2 separate regions of the Mus musculus genome follow, and region 2 is linked to region 1. Evidence: chromatin contacts called from public targeted proximity ligation data. All regions are on one chromosome and are shown on one strand. The core of a region is the stretch at or near the end of the contact, and the rest is flanking DNA. Distances in the headings are between cores, read along the strand shown. Region 1 has its middle 76 kb from the start of Rfx3. Region 2 overlaps Glis3 (GLIS family zinc finger 3).

Region 1 (7,800 bases), core at 1,723-4,222:
TGCCTCATAGCCACAAAGGATTCTCTTGGGACCCCTATGGTTTGTAGTTCATTGTGTGAATTCTCTGAACTGGCCCTTACAGGAAAAACCATAAGCAGAGAGACTGGGTCCCAAACCATGGGCCAGAAACTTAGGAGGAAAGATTGTAGGGTCCTTTGTTCCCAGCCACTCTGTTGCCTTCTGGCACGTTTGCCCCATCACCCTCTCTCCTCAGCGCCAAGGTTCACAGGAGTAAGGAACTGGGGAACTACTGTGGAAAACTACTGGGCAGCAGCACCCAGGTTAGTTCCTGTTGTTACCAGGTGCTCTTGAGAAAGCGTTGTTTCTCCTTCCCCGGTCCTTGTATTTCCAGCCTTGGTGGAGAGACTGACCCTTCACTGTAAGTGTGTGCCAGCCACCTTTCCTTTCTATTCTAAGAGGGATGCTGCGGGCCTCTTCAGGTTGTAAATAACAGAAACTGCAAACTCAGGACGCTGGCAATCGGATTCACCAGTAACAGATAGAGGGCCGCAGGAAGCCAGGCTCGGAACTGAACAGGGCTGAAACGCTGTTGGGCTTTTTTCTGCCACTGGTTGTCATTGCCACTGCTCTGTCTACCTTGTTCTTTCTACCTTTTACCTGGAAGAGAACATGACCACAGGCAGCTGTAAGGCAGAAACCCCTGACTGAGCAAGAAGACAGGATCTTTCCTCTTCTGTGTGGGCGTTAAATCCCAGGGCAGCACTCTGATTGGACCAGGGAGATAGGAGAGGTCTGGGTCATGTGACCACTTCTGAAGAACAGGTTGTTGGTAACTTTAGGAGTGTGTGGTGTGCCACTAGATGACAACACCTGGGTACGCTAGCTTGTCAACCTTGTTAGCAAGGCTGACAGAGCAAGCTGAGACTCCCACAGACATCATCTCAGTTTAGTGAGTTCTGATGTATAAGGTCTGGGAGGATGCTCGTGTGCTGATAACGTTTTCCACCTCCAATAGGCCTTACAATATGGCCACATAAAAATAGTGTAAAGATGTCTTTCTCAGCACAAAACCTGAGCCGTAAATAAGAATGTTTTCCCCCTGCTGGCTGAATCCAATCAGAAATGTAGCTTATCCTTTTATCCACGAGCAAACCCTGGATGGGCAGGCAGCATCTGAATTGGAAGAGGCACAGACACATGCCTGCCCTCAGGGATCGCCTTGTCCAGGAATTAAGAGTCAAGCAGGCTGGCAGTGCTTTCCATGAGTCCTCATGGCAACTGCCATCAAGGCCAAGACAGCTGAACTGGTGTATGGGAGCTGTACGTGGCTGCCCTCAGAAATGCACAGTAGTACTCAGATAATGTCTATGCTGGTTAAAATACCGCTGTCTCATCTCTGTTCCTTAGATCCTAAATAGCTGGTGTTTCTTCTAAGCTACTCATAAAAAGAGACTAAATCTTCTTAAAACAACACACATATGGATGAGTAGTTCAGTATCTATGGCTGAGTGATGTGATATCTGAAGTGACGAGCCCTCCCTAAGAGCCACGGTTGCAGCAACTTAGGAAGTCATATATTGTTACAGATTATAAGTTTGTTTAGAGCATGTCAGAGAAGCAGAACACTATTCACAAGATTAAAACAAGCTATAGATTGCAGTTTCATCGTAAAACCCTTGGTCTGACTTGTACATCTTATCGATAATTTTTAAAACTGTATTTCCGCTGAGAGATTATAAAAGAAACAGCACCATTCAATTTCTTTATGCTTTGCATCCTTTCAGAGACGCTCAACATAAAAAGCCAGCAGGTGCGGCTGACTCCCTTAGCAGGCCTGATAGAACATCTCTCCTGAAAGAACTTTCAATTACAGACCGTCTCTCCAGCCTCCTGTTCTAGGCTCCCTACAGACAGCATCAGAATCGTACATGAAGATGCAGGGCCTCGAGACTTTACAGTGTGCTGTCACAGGTCACGGAGGAGGAGAGAAAAGAGACTGCAATCTCTTCTGTTTCATTTTTGTTTGTTTGTTTGTTTGCTTCGTTCTGTTTCCTTTTGCCTTTCCTTCCAGTTTTACATTTCTTTTCAATTAACAAAGAAGGCGCCATCATTCAAGAGCAAACCGTGACAGGATGTGCTAATTCATTTGTTCCCAGTATGCTTTGTACCAATCCCCTCAACCCTTTTAGAAAGTGTCTCTCCTCTACCACTGAGCTCAGCGCGATACCAGATCAGAGGAAGGGCACACACACGCCAACAGGAGAATGGAAATCATGAGAGGTTCGGGGTGTAGCTCAGCAGTTCGGTGGCTTTGCAGTGTGTATGGAGCCCTGAGTTCCATCCCCAGCAGCAACGGAAAAGGGAGTACAGAATTATAAAATACCTTGGACTGTTTCCTTCCAATTCTTTTTTGGTAGTTGTCATTCTTTTGGCAAGTAGATTTGCACACAGAAAAGATTACTTTTTAGTGGCGCCTTTTCCGCTACCCACTGAGTCTGATAACTTCTCTAAAATTTTCATGAGGGTGTCTGATTGCCACTTTGCAGCCGGGAATGACAATTAAAAAAAAATCCTCTTTTAATTCAATACGTTTGATATGCACATAATTCCTTCAGTGTGAAACCTTGCTTAAAGTCGTCTTCCATTTGCCATTTCTAAAGGAGGGGTGAGAAGGGGAGTGATTGAATACATATCTTATAAGGACCTGGCACGTGGTACCATGTGACAGCAGATGGCATGTGAAAGCCGTTGTGGGGAATACGGCCCCTGTTAAACAGGCTGTGAATGTGCAAGGTTGTGCGTGTCTCCTCAGAGTGCCACTCAAGTCACCCTGGCATCTGCAGGAGAGTAAACAGCCTCTTGTTCACTTTCGTAACCAAAGCTAATGTGAGCAACCTCAGGAAAGTCATGGAACCAGCAGGTACAATGACTGGGTAGATGCGACAGCCAGAGCTGGGAACATTCACTCCATTGGGGCACTGGGCTGGGACAGGCCCTGGGTCTTTGGAATGTATCAGACTATTCAATAGCAAGGCACAAACAAGTGCCATTGCAGAGGCTGCAAGTGGAGAGGGAGAAAGAACACAAAGCTCGCCATTTGGGAGTAAAATTCCTCTTTGTCTCCCTGCCCCCTGATTGGGGACCAAAGAGGGCCTGGACTCTGTGCAAACGGAACCCCCATCCAAGGTCCTTAAACCCTTTGCTTCAGCTAAGAATTTCATGCTCCTCTCTTGATTCACACCAAGGCAAAGCTAAATTTTGCTCTGCGATACACATCCAAGGCAGCATGCTAATGAGAATTATTATTAAGCAATGTAGAGTTGGCACCAGCTCCAGCAATCTGCTCAGCAGCAAAAGCAAGCAGGGCAGAGGCAGAAAAGAGTCAGAAAAGCAGCTTTGTGGAATGCTCTTCTGGACCTGATTAGTTTTGGTCACTTTCAACACCAGGCAAAGCCAAGTGTTATTGTAAGTTTCACAGTCACGGCTCTGTCCCTCTGGCTCTAATGTAGCTGGCCTCTTTTAAAGGGGGCTCCTCGATTTTACTGCAGCTTTAAAGACACTCCACACTGCACCACAAAACCGTGTTTCTGCAAATTCAATGAGCAAGGTATAAGAAGGAATACTTTGCTCTACATTTTAGGATTTCTCTTATCCAAACAGGCCCATGTAGCTCTCCGCATGGGAATGGCATCTCAGAGCTCTTCTCCCTGGAATGCCTTTCAGAGTGGGCCACCAACCAATGCCTAGCAAAGGAGGGAATTAGCCTCCAAGTAGTTAGACCAGCCCTGGGGGAAGAGGGTAAAGCACAAGGCAAAAAGGACATTTACAAAACCAGCTCATTGGTAACGGGACTTGGTCAGGGCTCGGGAGCCGCTCGGTTGGGAAAGTGCTTGCAAGCAGGAGGACCCAAGTTGAGAACACACACGAGCAAAGGCTGCACATGGCTGCACACGCTTGTAATCCCAGCGTGGGACATACTAGACAGCCAGCTAAGCTGAATTAGGGATCTTCAGGTCCTAGAGAGAGACTCTGCCTAAAGATATATAAATAAATACATGTTTAAAGAAAAATGTGCAACTGGCTCTGAGGAATAACATCTGAGGTTGTTGACCTGTCTCTGGCCTCCACAAACCTGCATGCACATATACAAACGTATGTGTGCTTTCATGCACATACACAGAAGAAAGCTATGCAGGTAATCACTGACATATATGTTATTAAGGTTGGCAGCCGACCACAGCCATTCCATTTCTGTCTTCCTCATAGGCTTGCACAGGCTAATGGGCACTAAGATGTTCTGTAAGTACCTCAGACAGAGTGAATTACAGATCGTTGCCACTGTGTCTTCTTTTTGTCTTTCTGTATTTTCTAACAGTTAAGCGACCTGGAGGTTATTCATTGCTTCTCAGCCCTGTCATTACTTCATGTTGCATAGGGTCTCCCTCTCTTCCTGCTGCGACCTCATTTCGGGTCTACACTGTGACGCCGACCTCATCTTAAGTAGCTATTCCTTACCGATGCCATCGTTCAAGTCTACTGCCATGATGTAGTTGCTGCCTTCCTTGAAGCTGCATCCCATGGCCCCAACTTAAAATGACACTCAAGCTCTCCACAATCTGTCACAAACCAGTCCAGACTCAAATCTAGCTGTGCCCCAGTGAATATACCACCACACGCCAGCCACACAGAGCCACCTGCGTTTCTACAGAGGAGCTGAGACTTTCTTTTCACCTGGTATAGCCTCTGTCTGGGATACTTGATGTTCATTGGTCAGAACTTCCTCGGTCTGGGATACTTGGCGTTCATTGGTCAGACTGCTGGCTTCATAGTCCCGAGGTGCTTTCCACCTCCATTTCCTCTATAAAGCCTCTCTAACTTGCATGCCTCTGTGATACCACCCATCCTCTCATCCCTGCCTCTCATCATATCTGCCTTCCAGCTAATTCTATTTTTTTTTAATGACAGCATAGGATTCCACTTGATGGATAAATGCTAATTTGTTCAACAAAGATATCGATTGGCCTTTGGTATCTCAAATCTTTTAGGTCATCCTTGAGGTCCCAGTATTTCTTTGTAGAAGACGATCATATTGTCGTAAATCTCCAACTTAAATAAGCCTGTGCAAGGCCGGCGTGGTGGCGCATGCCTTTAATCCCAGCACTCGGGAGGCAGAGGCAGGCGGATTTCTGAGTTCGAGGCCAGCTTGGTTTACAGAGTGAATTCCAGGACAACCAGGGCTACACAGAGAAACCCTGTCTCGAAAAACAAAACAAAAAACAAAAAAAGAAAAGAAAACACAACTCAATTAATATGAATACATGCTGTGCTCCTAGATTAGGCAGATCAACCACTACACTCTTATATTCCCCAGCTATGAGATCCCTTATAACTTACGGTTTCTCCAGGCCACGTGCTTCTGTTCCATTTTCCTTCCACCTCCTCCTCTTCAGTCTTTCTCTCTTTCCTCCCCTCTGCCTCCCTGCCCCACCCCTTGCTCCCTCTCCTCTCCCTAAAACTTTTTGGCTCTACCTTCCCTTCCGCTGCCCAATTGCCGGTTTTAGCCTTTATTTTGCAAGTAAAAATGGGGAGAAGGTTCACATGGAGTCACCTGGGTATATGAGTCACTCTTCCTCCAAGGCTTCTCCCCTCCTGGAGAAGCAGAATTAGCATCGAAATACAAACAGCACCAAGGCACACCACAACACTATTATCTTTTTTAAAATATATCTTTATAAAGACGTCTTTAATATCTTTGTAAATATATCCTTATAAAGATATCTCTAATATCTTTGTAAAAAGGCTACAACCTTTTAAAATATCTTCTGTGTAGCTAGACAGATCTCACACTAAATATTATGATAATGCTCATGGAAATCCTATAGAGATTAATATAAACTATAGCAATTAGTACTGAATAGCTATTATGTATGTCAACTACTTAATGCAAAGCCCCTAAGTTCACATTTTACAAAGAAATAGGATTAGAGGTGTTAGTGATACATTCCAAGGCTACCCAACTATAAACTTTTAGAATGTGATTCTAATTTTGCCCAAGTGGCTCTTACTTAACATCTTCCTTATGTTAACTTACATTTTTTACTTTATATCATTACCACTAATAGAAATTCAGAGCAGCTTGCCATAAATTCAAAATCAGAACAAAAATAAATGGGAAACTACTGAAGTTTAGAGTCTGCAAAGGTGCCCCCTTCTAAATACTTTGTGTATAGAAAATGTATAGAGCACTCTTGGAAATACTGAACTATAGGATAACTCAGTATCCAAATAATAGTTATCTAAAAAAGTTTTACAACTCTAAAACTAGGGTCTACCCTTGTGAACTGTAATTAAAATGACACATAATGAAATTGGTGTTTCACCTGCCTACTGGGAATATAAGCAAATATAATGGCAGATGGTTTATATTTCCTTCTTCCCTGTCTCACCAACTCTCCACTCCCCTGGGTAGGTTAAAAAAAAAAAAAAAAAAAAAAGGAAAAGATCCCAGGCCATTCTTCCTGTTCAGTGGATGACGTCAGACTCTATATGGAAAAGGAAGGCAAAAATAAAGTAGAAACAGGAAGGTCAAGGGGCAGAGGGAAAAGTGGCCTGGGATTTACAAAGATTGCCTGAAGATAGGACAGATTTTGCAAGTGTCCATTTAAAGATTTGGTCCTAGGCTTGAATCTTTGGAAAACAGTCTTCAGGAAGAGATAGAACAAACTGCTGTGCCCTCCATAGATAGCATCTCCCATTGCCTTTCATCTGGTCACTGACCGAAAACCCATATCCTGAGCCCAGCCCAATTCTGAGCATAAACCATTGTGAATATAACTCCCAAATCAGCCTTCCACACAGTGCCCGAGACTAGCAATGTATACTTTGATGTGCTTGCCATTTTCTGTCACATCATTTGACACTAGAAAACAAATCTAGTTTATAAGACAGTTATATGATGTATCAGACATATGGTTTGCAAATAGGGTATGATTGTTTTTATAAACAATATTCTGTGTTACAACTAAATTGTGTTTCTATTAGCTTCTGGATAACCACATAAAACAAGTAGGCATTAGACAAATTAGCAAATTATATAAGTTAAAGTTGTGACATTTTACAAATCAATTGAACAACACCCACTGATGACCTACAATATTATACATCAGGGCCCATGCTGGTATGATTGACTGAAATGAGAAACCTTGCAGAATTATCATGAATGATTTAAAATTATAACATGTTCAGCTTCCATTCTCCTCATTTTCCTTGGTAAGTGTACTTTGGGCTGACACTGTAGAATTATATTTACCTGTCTCTTATGTGTAATGTGGCAATAGTTTTAGATTTTTGCTAAGAGGTCAGTAATGATGTCTGTACCGATTTCTGAGTTTCTTAAGGAAAGGAGACATTCTTTTTATTCCCACTTTTTCTTCCTTCCTTCCCTCCCTCCCTCCCTCCCTCCCTCCCTCCCTCCCTCCCTCCCTCCCTCCCTCCCTCCCTTCCTCCCTTCCTTCCTATCTCTTTGAACCTATCTTTGGTAGTTTGGTGATAGAGGCTGCATGTAGCTGAGCCATGAATAGAAGGGACCTGTGTCATAAGCTGTGGAATACACGCTGACCTCTGTTTACTTACTTCTAGACTTACAATTCAGAGTTAAGTGAGCACGTAACAAAATCATCCCATTTGATGGGGTCTGGAGGCTCTTTCTGTCAGTTGGATTTGAAGCAAATTATAATAATATATGACATTTCTTATATTTCAAGGCAAGATGCTACAAGTATAAATTTTGCTGTCAACAAGCCAGATTGTTTCAGTGAACTTTAAATCGAAATATAATGG
Region 2 (7,800 bases), core at 2,598-5,097, 440 kb before region 1:
GATTCCCAATGCAGCTCTCCAGTTTATTACTCCTTTATGTTATCAATGCTTTGTTCTACTAAGGACTGTGTGTGTGTGATAAAGCTAAGTGTGCACTTTACAACCGTCGTATGCTTTGTGTGCTTGTATGTTTTTTACATTTTCATAAGTTTTCTAGTATCATTTGAAATGAATGAGCACTTGCATTGTAAATTGCCCTTTAAATTTGACGATGTCAGTGAAAGTTGAATTGTAAAAGTATTAGTAAGTTTCTAGCACAACGTATGTCCTGTAGGATTTCCTTAAAACAAAACAAAACAAAACAAAACAAAACAAAACAAAACAAAACAAAACCATGAGTTTATGTTGCCTTCCCAAGTAGATTTTAATTGAACACTAGTGCTGTTCAGAAGTGTATGGCCTGCAAAACCTACTACAGCATGGTGCACACAGTAGGTGCTTAACAAATACTAATCTGGTTTACCACAACAACCATCTATAATTTTTCCCTAGTCCTCAATTTCCCCCCTTTTGTATAAAAAAATACTTTGAAATAAAGTGAGGACTATTTATTCTCATTAAAGTACTAGAACTATTTATAACAATGGCTTTTATTATTCTAGAAAGCATTAGCTTTTCTTGTTTGCTTGATAAAGTGTTATTTACCTGGAACTAAAAGCCTGGGATTCTATCATAGTCCAAGAATTTGTGTTTAGTGGAGAACGTAATTAGGGGAAATACTTAAGTGATTGTTGGTTGGTACAGTGTTCTCTTAGTTCTTAAGCAATCCACGTCTTGCTGAAAAAAAAATTTTTTTTTCCTCCCTTCTCTCTGGCTGCTGCCCCAGGTCCGTTATTTTGCAAGAGTCTCTGGTGTCCACGACTTTGAGTCTGACAGAGAGTCAATCAGCCTTGAGTGTGAAGCAAGAGTGGTCTCAGAGCTACAGGGCTTTCCCTTCACTTTCATCCAGCCACAGTTCCCAGAATGGCACGGACCTAGGGGACCTTCTTAGCTTGCCTCCAGGCACGCCAGTGTCTGGCAACAGCGTCTCCAACTCGTTGCCACCCTACCTTTTCGGCATGGAAAATAGCCACTCTCCTTACCCTAGCCCTCGGCACTCAGCAACCAGGGCCCACTCCACCCGCTCTAAGAAGAGAGCATTGTCCTTGTCGCCACTGTCAGATGGCATCGGGATCGACTTCAACACTATCATCCGTACTTCACCCACATCCTTGGTCGCCTACATCAACGGACCAAGAGCCTCCCCAGCCAACCTGTCCCCACAGTCAGAGGTCTATGGGCATTTCCTGGGTGTTCGTGGCAGCTGCATCCCCCAGTCTTGTGCAGTGGCCAGCGGGCAGAAAGGCATATTGGTTGCCAGTGGAGGGCATACGCTGCCGGGCTATGGAGAGGACGGTACACTGGAGTATGAACGCATGCAGCAGCTTGAGCATGGTGGCCTGCAACCCGGACCTGTAAACAACATGGTGTTGCAGCCTGGCCTACCGGGCCAGGATGGCCAGACAGCCAACATGCTCAAAACAGAGCGCCTGGAGGAGTTCCCCGCCAGTGCCTTGGACCTGCCCTCTGCTCTGCCTCTCCCTCTTCCTCCGCCTCAGGGTCCCCCACCCCCATACCATGCCCATCCACACCTTCATCACCCAGAGCTCCTGCCTCACACCCAATCGCTGTCCCTGGCCCAGACTGGCCTGGAAGAGGATGGGGAGATGGAAGACTCAGGGGGGAAGCACTGCTGCCGTTGGATAGACTGCAGTGCCCTTTATGACCAGCAGGAGGAACTGGTGAGGCACATCGAGAAGGTCCACATAGACCAACGCAAGGGGGAAGACTTCACGTGCTTCTGGACTGGCTGCCCTAGAAGATACAAGCCTTTCAACGCACGGTATAAACTGCTGATCCACATGAGGGTCCACTCTGGGGAGAAGCCCAACAAGTGTACGGTGAGTTGGAGTTTCCGAGGTCCTGGGCCACCTCTCTGGAAGGTCCAGCTTACTGTCATGCATGCATTTTATCAAACAGGACAGAAAAGGCAGGTAAGAGTTTCTATTTCTGTGGGACTTGGATGTGTGATGGTCAAGGTACCTATTAGGTTTCTCTCCTCTTCCTCTAACTGGTGCAAGGGGAAGGATTCTTTGATAGCTGGTGACTGCTGGTTTCTCTCCAGTTCTAGCTCGGTTCCCATGCCCCAGAAGTAGTGGAGGCCAGTCTGCTTTAGTTTGGGATTGTGAGAATGACACAGACGTGGTGTTCTCTTAACTGCATGGCTGTTCAAGTGGAGGGGACCATTCACTGAGCCACAAGCAAGCTTTTGCTCTTTCCAAAGTAAATGTTCAGGTTTGTGTTTGTTTGTTTGTTTGTTTGTTTTTTCCTTTGAAAATTTAGGTGAGTCTTGGGGTCTGGGAGATTGACATTTAAGAATGGAATTCTCCACTTAGGAACTTGACTATTGAGATTGGTGTGGCATACACCTTCATGCTAGCACGTTGTACCTTCTAGGGTTGGAAACTCATTAAGGATTTATAGTCAGGAAGGAAACACCACGGGGACACCACAGGAACAGGGCCTCATGGGATCTTGCTAATATCAAGGAAAAGCAGAAGGCATAGGCTGCGACAATTGTGTGCCTTTGGTGCTTGAAGCAAATGGGTCTGCTGTCTCTCCTGCCTTCGTCTTTCCCAACACAGGTCCTAGAACTCTGATTCTGTTTCTTGGCAGATCTGACTGTTTTTGAACAATAAAATTCTTCAATGCATTCACTACACTTTCACACCTCGCAGAAACCCTCAGGGCTTACAGGCAGGACTTCATCCCCAGGATCACAGAGATAGCTTTGCACAGTCTGAGAGGGCTCACTGAACTCTTGAAATAAAAAGAGAGAGGAACATAAGTTTTCTATTAGTCTAGGTGGACTGTGTTGGTATTCTGTCTAAACTCCACCTCCAGAGTTCCTGGCAACAGCCAGGTATACTACTCCCACAGTTACCTGACAATGGCCAGGTAGGCTTGGCCCACTATAAAAGGGGCTGCTTGGCCCCTCCTCTTTCTCTAATGCTCTTGCCTCTCTCTTGCCTCTTGCCTCTTGCCTCTTGCCTCTTGCCTCTTGCCCCCTTGATCCCATTCCCTTCCTCCCTCTCTCCACGTGGTCATGGCCGGCCTCCACTTCTCTACTCTCTTCGTCTCTCTGCCTGTCTCTGCCTCTACCACCCTCTTAACACCTCTCCCATGCCCTAAATAAACTCTATTCTATACTATACCAGTGTGTGTCCGGTCCCTCAGGGGAAGGGATGCCTTGGCATGGGCCTGCCTGGGCACGCCCTTCCCCCACACTCCACCAGAACATATTCTTATAGCTCTTTCTCTTTTTATGATCACAACAGACAGGGATAGTTATTCAGAGTTAGAACTGAGAATTCTGAGTGCTCCCTCAGAATGGAGAGCTCTAGAGTGCAGCGATAAACAGAAGACTATAAATGAGGTTGGAAAGGAACGGGCTCGACTGTGATCCTCCCAGCCATTGCCATCTCTATAGTAGGCTATGATACAAGGCGTGTGGACTGTGTTGATAATTGACTGTAGACCGGCCACAGAGTGATTCGTGCGGAAGCATGCCGTGCCGGCAAGAGCTGGGGTGCAGGAGGTAGAAAGAAGCACTTTGACCATGGAGTAGGTGTTTCCGAGAGAGCCGTGAGGCTTTCTGGTGGAAAGAAATTGCACTTCTTGTCATCGCGTTATTCCTGTGTTGTGATTTTTTTTTTCTCCTAAGGAAAACTGAAGCTGATGCATTGTGAGAGTGCCAGGTTCTCTGAGTGAAAAGAATAATTACATTGCAGGAGGCCAGGCCGTACTCTTGTCAGTAGAGTTCTGTGTTGAAAATTCCAGAATGAGACAAGTCGTGGACGGCAGTTCCACTTACTCTGTTTGGAACACAGGAGACTGTTGCAAGTAGGAGAAACACCCAGTCTCTGAAGGAAAACAGTCTAACCTTGTAGTTCTCACTAACCCTGGCTGAAAACAGTTCACTGAATTTGCCTTTAATGAAACAAACATTAAAGTTAGAATTATATTAAAAAGACTTTTTTTTTTACATTGCAAAATTAATTTTTATGCAAAAGGATTTCCCTATTTTTCACCTCTGGTCCCAGAGTTTTCAAAGACATTTAGCTCTGCACAGTTGACTTTTGCTAAAGTGCACAATAAATATTAAAAATAGAAATAGTCCAGGGAGAGACGAGGTGAGCAGTGAGTACTCGCAGGCCTGCGCTGCTTTCACTGTGCCATTCGGGATGGGCAGATGGGGTAACGGTGCGCTCCTAATCTGCCCTCTCTTCATTCATAGGTGGAACATTTCCGAAACTTGCACGTAAGGCTTATCCAATAGCACAGCGAAACTAGAATCGCAAACCACTCACACGCCACGTGCAAATCCCTTTAGACGAAGCAAAGGGTCGTAGGGGTACTGACGCTAAGATTCTACCATTGGGAGTTTATGTTTTTAGCAGGAAGATAGCCATTTTTATATTTACATACAAATCGTGAAGTTACGTGTCATGTGCTTGATCTGCGAGCCTGGGGACCACTGGCATCTCTCTGTGGAGGCTTGGCGGGTGTCTCAAATTGTAATATGTGGACAAGGGGACATTGTACTTGAAGGGGGATGGACATCTGCAGTGCACATCCTCCTGCCTTTTGCAAAGGGAATCTTTACAATCCCCCGGGATCCCCGTACACAGAACTTCAACAGGGAAGTGTTTAATTGCATTGAAACCTGAAGGTAGCTTACTCAAAGGTAGACCTGTGCCAGGTAAAATGACCACGTTATTTCAGAGACGTGATCTTCGGTTTTTGTGGTGGCTACAAAACCTAGGTGTAGTTTGAATGTTAAGTCCTTTTTTTTTTTTAATGTATGTCTAATTTCTATTTCTTGTCTCTGGATGACACTCAGGCTTAGTCATCGTTCTCACCTATGGGGATTATTTAACCAAGAAATGGAATGGTGACCGATAAGTTTGGTGACCATGACTACAAACAACACAGAGAGCTTCTGGAAATTATGGTAAAAATGAGGGTGTGTCAGGGCCAAGGCCTGCTTTACTGTAAGAGGCTACTGTGGGATCCTCCCCACATGCCAAGTTACCTTTGCTCCATGAACGAATGCATTTTATCAATCATTGCTAACACCGCGGGGCTGCAGACTAGCCTGGAACCTGGGTACGGAGCACAGCCAGGGAAGATTCTGAGTTCATGATTTGGTTCTGTTATGGGAAGAAAAGGATGGGTCCTGTTCTCATCCAAACAGCCCCACCTTTCACCAGATTGCATTCTGACTGCCTCTATGGAAAGACAAACTAACTTCTGTCCTTAAAGTCCTGGTTACGTGGAATGGACAGTTCTAGACAGTGGCAAGGTTTTGGAAAGCGAAAGCCTCAATAGGTGGAGAGGCAGATCTCAAATGAGTCAGAACCCCAAATGTAGCAAGGCTGTATTTTAAAGTACCCATGTCCATTCATTCATTGTTAACTAAAGTGGTTTCTAGGTACCCACCATCTATTTCTACCTTGCTTTCAGAGAATCTCTATCCTTGGTAATTCTTGAGTTGTTGACTGTTGCACATTCCTAAGAGTCACTAAGCCAAGTTGTGTTAAGTCTTTCTGAGACGATGAAGTGCCTGGTTTTCTTTTCTTTTCTTTTCTTTTCTTTTCTTTTCTTTTCTTTTCTTTTCTTTCCTTTCCTTTCCTTTCCTTTCCTTTCCTTTCCTTTCCTTTCCTTTCCTTTCCTTCTCTTCTCTCTTCTCTCTTCTCTCTTCTCTCTTCTCTCTTCTCTCTTCTCTCTTCTCTCTTCTCTCTTCTCTCTTCTCTCTTCTCTCTTCTCTCTTCTCTCTTCTCTCTTCTCCTCTTCTCCTCTTCTCTCTTCTTCTCTCTTCTCTCTTCTCTCTTCTTCTCTCTTCTCTCTTCTTCTCTCTTCTCTCTTCTTCTCTCTTCTCTCTCTTCTCTCTTCTTCTCTCTTCTCTCTTCTCTCTTCTTCTCTCTTCTCTCTTCTTCTCTCTTCTCTCTTCTCTCTTCTTCTCTCTTCTCTCTTCTCTCTTCTCTCTTCTCTCTTCTTCTCTCTTCTTCTCTCTTCTCTCTTCTTCTCTCTTCTCTCTTCTCTCTTCTTCTCTCTTCTCTCTTCTCTCTTCTCTCTTCTCTCTTCTTCTCTCTTCTTCTCTCTTCTCTCTTCTTCTCTCTTCTCTCTTCTCTCTTCTCTCTTCTCTCTTCTCTCTTCTCTCTTCTCTCTTCTCTCTTCTCTCTTCTCTCTTCTCTCTTCTCTCTTCTCTCTTCTCTCTTCTCTCTTCTCTCTTCTCTCTTCTCTCTTCTCTCCTCTCTCCTCTCTCCTCTCTCCTCTCTCCTCTCTCCTCTCTCCTCTCTCCTCTCTCCTCTCTCCTCTCTCCTCTCTCCTCTCTCCTCTCTCCTCTCTCCTCTCTCCTCTCTCCTCTCTCCTCTCTCCTCTCTTCTCCCCTCCCCTACCCTCCCCTTTCCTCCTCTTCTCTTTTTTCTTTTCTTCTTCTTCTTTTTGTTTTTTCGAGACAGGGTTTCTCTGTATAGTCCTGGCTGTCCTGGAACTCACTTCGTAGACCAGGCTGGCCTCGAACTCTGAAATCTGCCTGCCTCTGACTTCCGAGTGCTGGGATTAAAGGCCTGCGCCTACAGCAAGTCTTAGAGATGGAATTTGTCTCTCCTTTTTTTCTCCCCCCAAACCACCTCTGTGTTATGTTCCTAAAGTGTATCAAATCATCAAAGTATACAGACCATTCCTAAAGGCTGGGGTAGTGGAGGTTCCAAAACAATGTGTCCAAGGCTTTTATCCTTAGGAGACAATGTGTCCAAGGCTTTTACCTTTGGAGACAATGTGTCCAAGGCTTTTACCCTTAGGAGGTCTCTTGGCTGTTGAGCTAAAGGGTGGCCAGCCTCAGTAGTGTTTTCTCCTGGAGGGAATTGAAGTGTATTCTGAATAATGGGCGAACCTTGGGCCATGAGTGCCTGTTCTGAGAAGCATCCTGTCCCACGAGCAGGGGTCCAGGTTCCATTTAGGACCAGACCCACCTGGCTTCTTTCCTGCACAATTGAAAGCAGTTGTGCTAGGGGGTAGGGAGTGTTAAGGAGGAATTAGAGGCGATGTGGGTTGCCACTTACAGTTTGCTTATTTTTCCTGGATGAATTTAATCCAATAGCAAAAAAGAATTTTGCAAAACTTTTACCCACCCACAAATTTTCATGAAAATGTCACTGACCAAAGACAGTTTTAAATTTTGTATGAATTGACTCATTTCTCCACAGGCATTTTCTCTGGCAGAATCCAGCGTATTTGCTTTGGCTTGAATATCGGGCAGTTTGCTTTTTAAGTAACATTGGATTATGAGCACAAGAAAATAAATACAGAACTGGGGCCATGTCCCCAGTGTTCTTTAATGGCCTGATGCATGGTCATTGGCCAGCTTTGGCCATAAAAGATATTTTTTGAGGGAAAGTAAGTCCGTTGTAAACTTTTTTCCCCTCCACATCCCTTATTTTGTTAGTTTTGATAAGATTTGGCGTTGATGTGATTACCATAATTATATGACCAGAGAGGACCTTAGGAAAATGTTATTTAACTGTAATTATTATTTAATACATTGAAACCTTTATATAGGCAGCGATGTGTACATCTACATAGTACCAAGTATTGATAACAATACAGAGAATTGTGTGTATGTGTGTTACTTTTTTTCTAGAAAAATAAATTGGTGTTACCATTTTGGAGAGAAATTTGTAAATGCCTAGTAAGTTT

Evidence for each region.
Region 2: a targeted proximity ligation map of astrocytes shows a contact between it and region 1, with 2.4 times the contacts expected there. A contact is called at or near these places in 1 of 130 datasets of targeted methods (astrocytes) and 1 of 9 other capture datasets (embryonic stem cells).

What each region holds. Positions count from the first base shown.
Region 1 is chr19:28,083,288-28,091,087 of GRCm38.p6, reverse strand. No RefSeq gene overlaps it. Among named protein-coding and RNA genes, the nearest start is that of Rfx3, 76 kb to the right of the region's middle.
Region 2 is chr19:28,525,013-28,532,812 of GRCm38.p6, reverse strand. Glis3 (GLIS family zinc finger 3) reads left to right here. Exons shown (of 11, transcript NM_175459.6): 4 at 827-1,940. Among named protein-coding and RNA genes, the nearest start is that of D930032P07Rik, 150 kb to the left of the region's middle.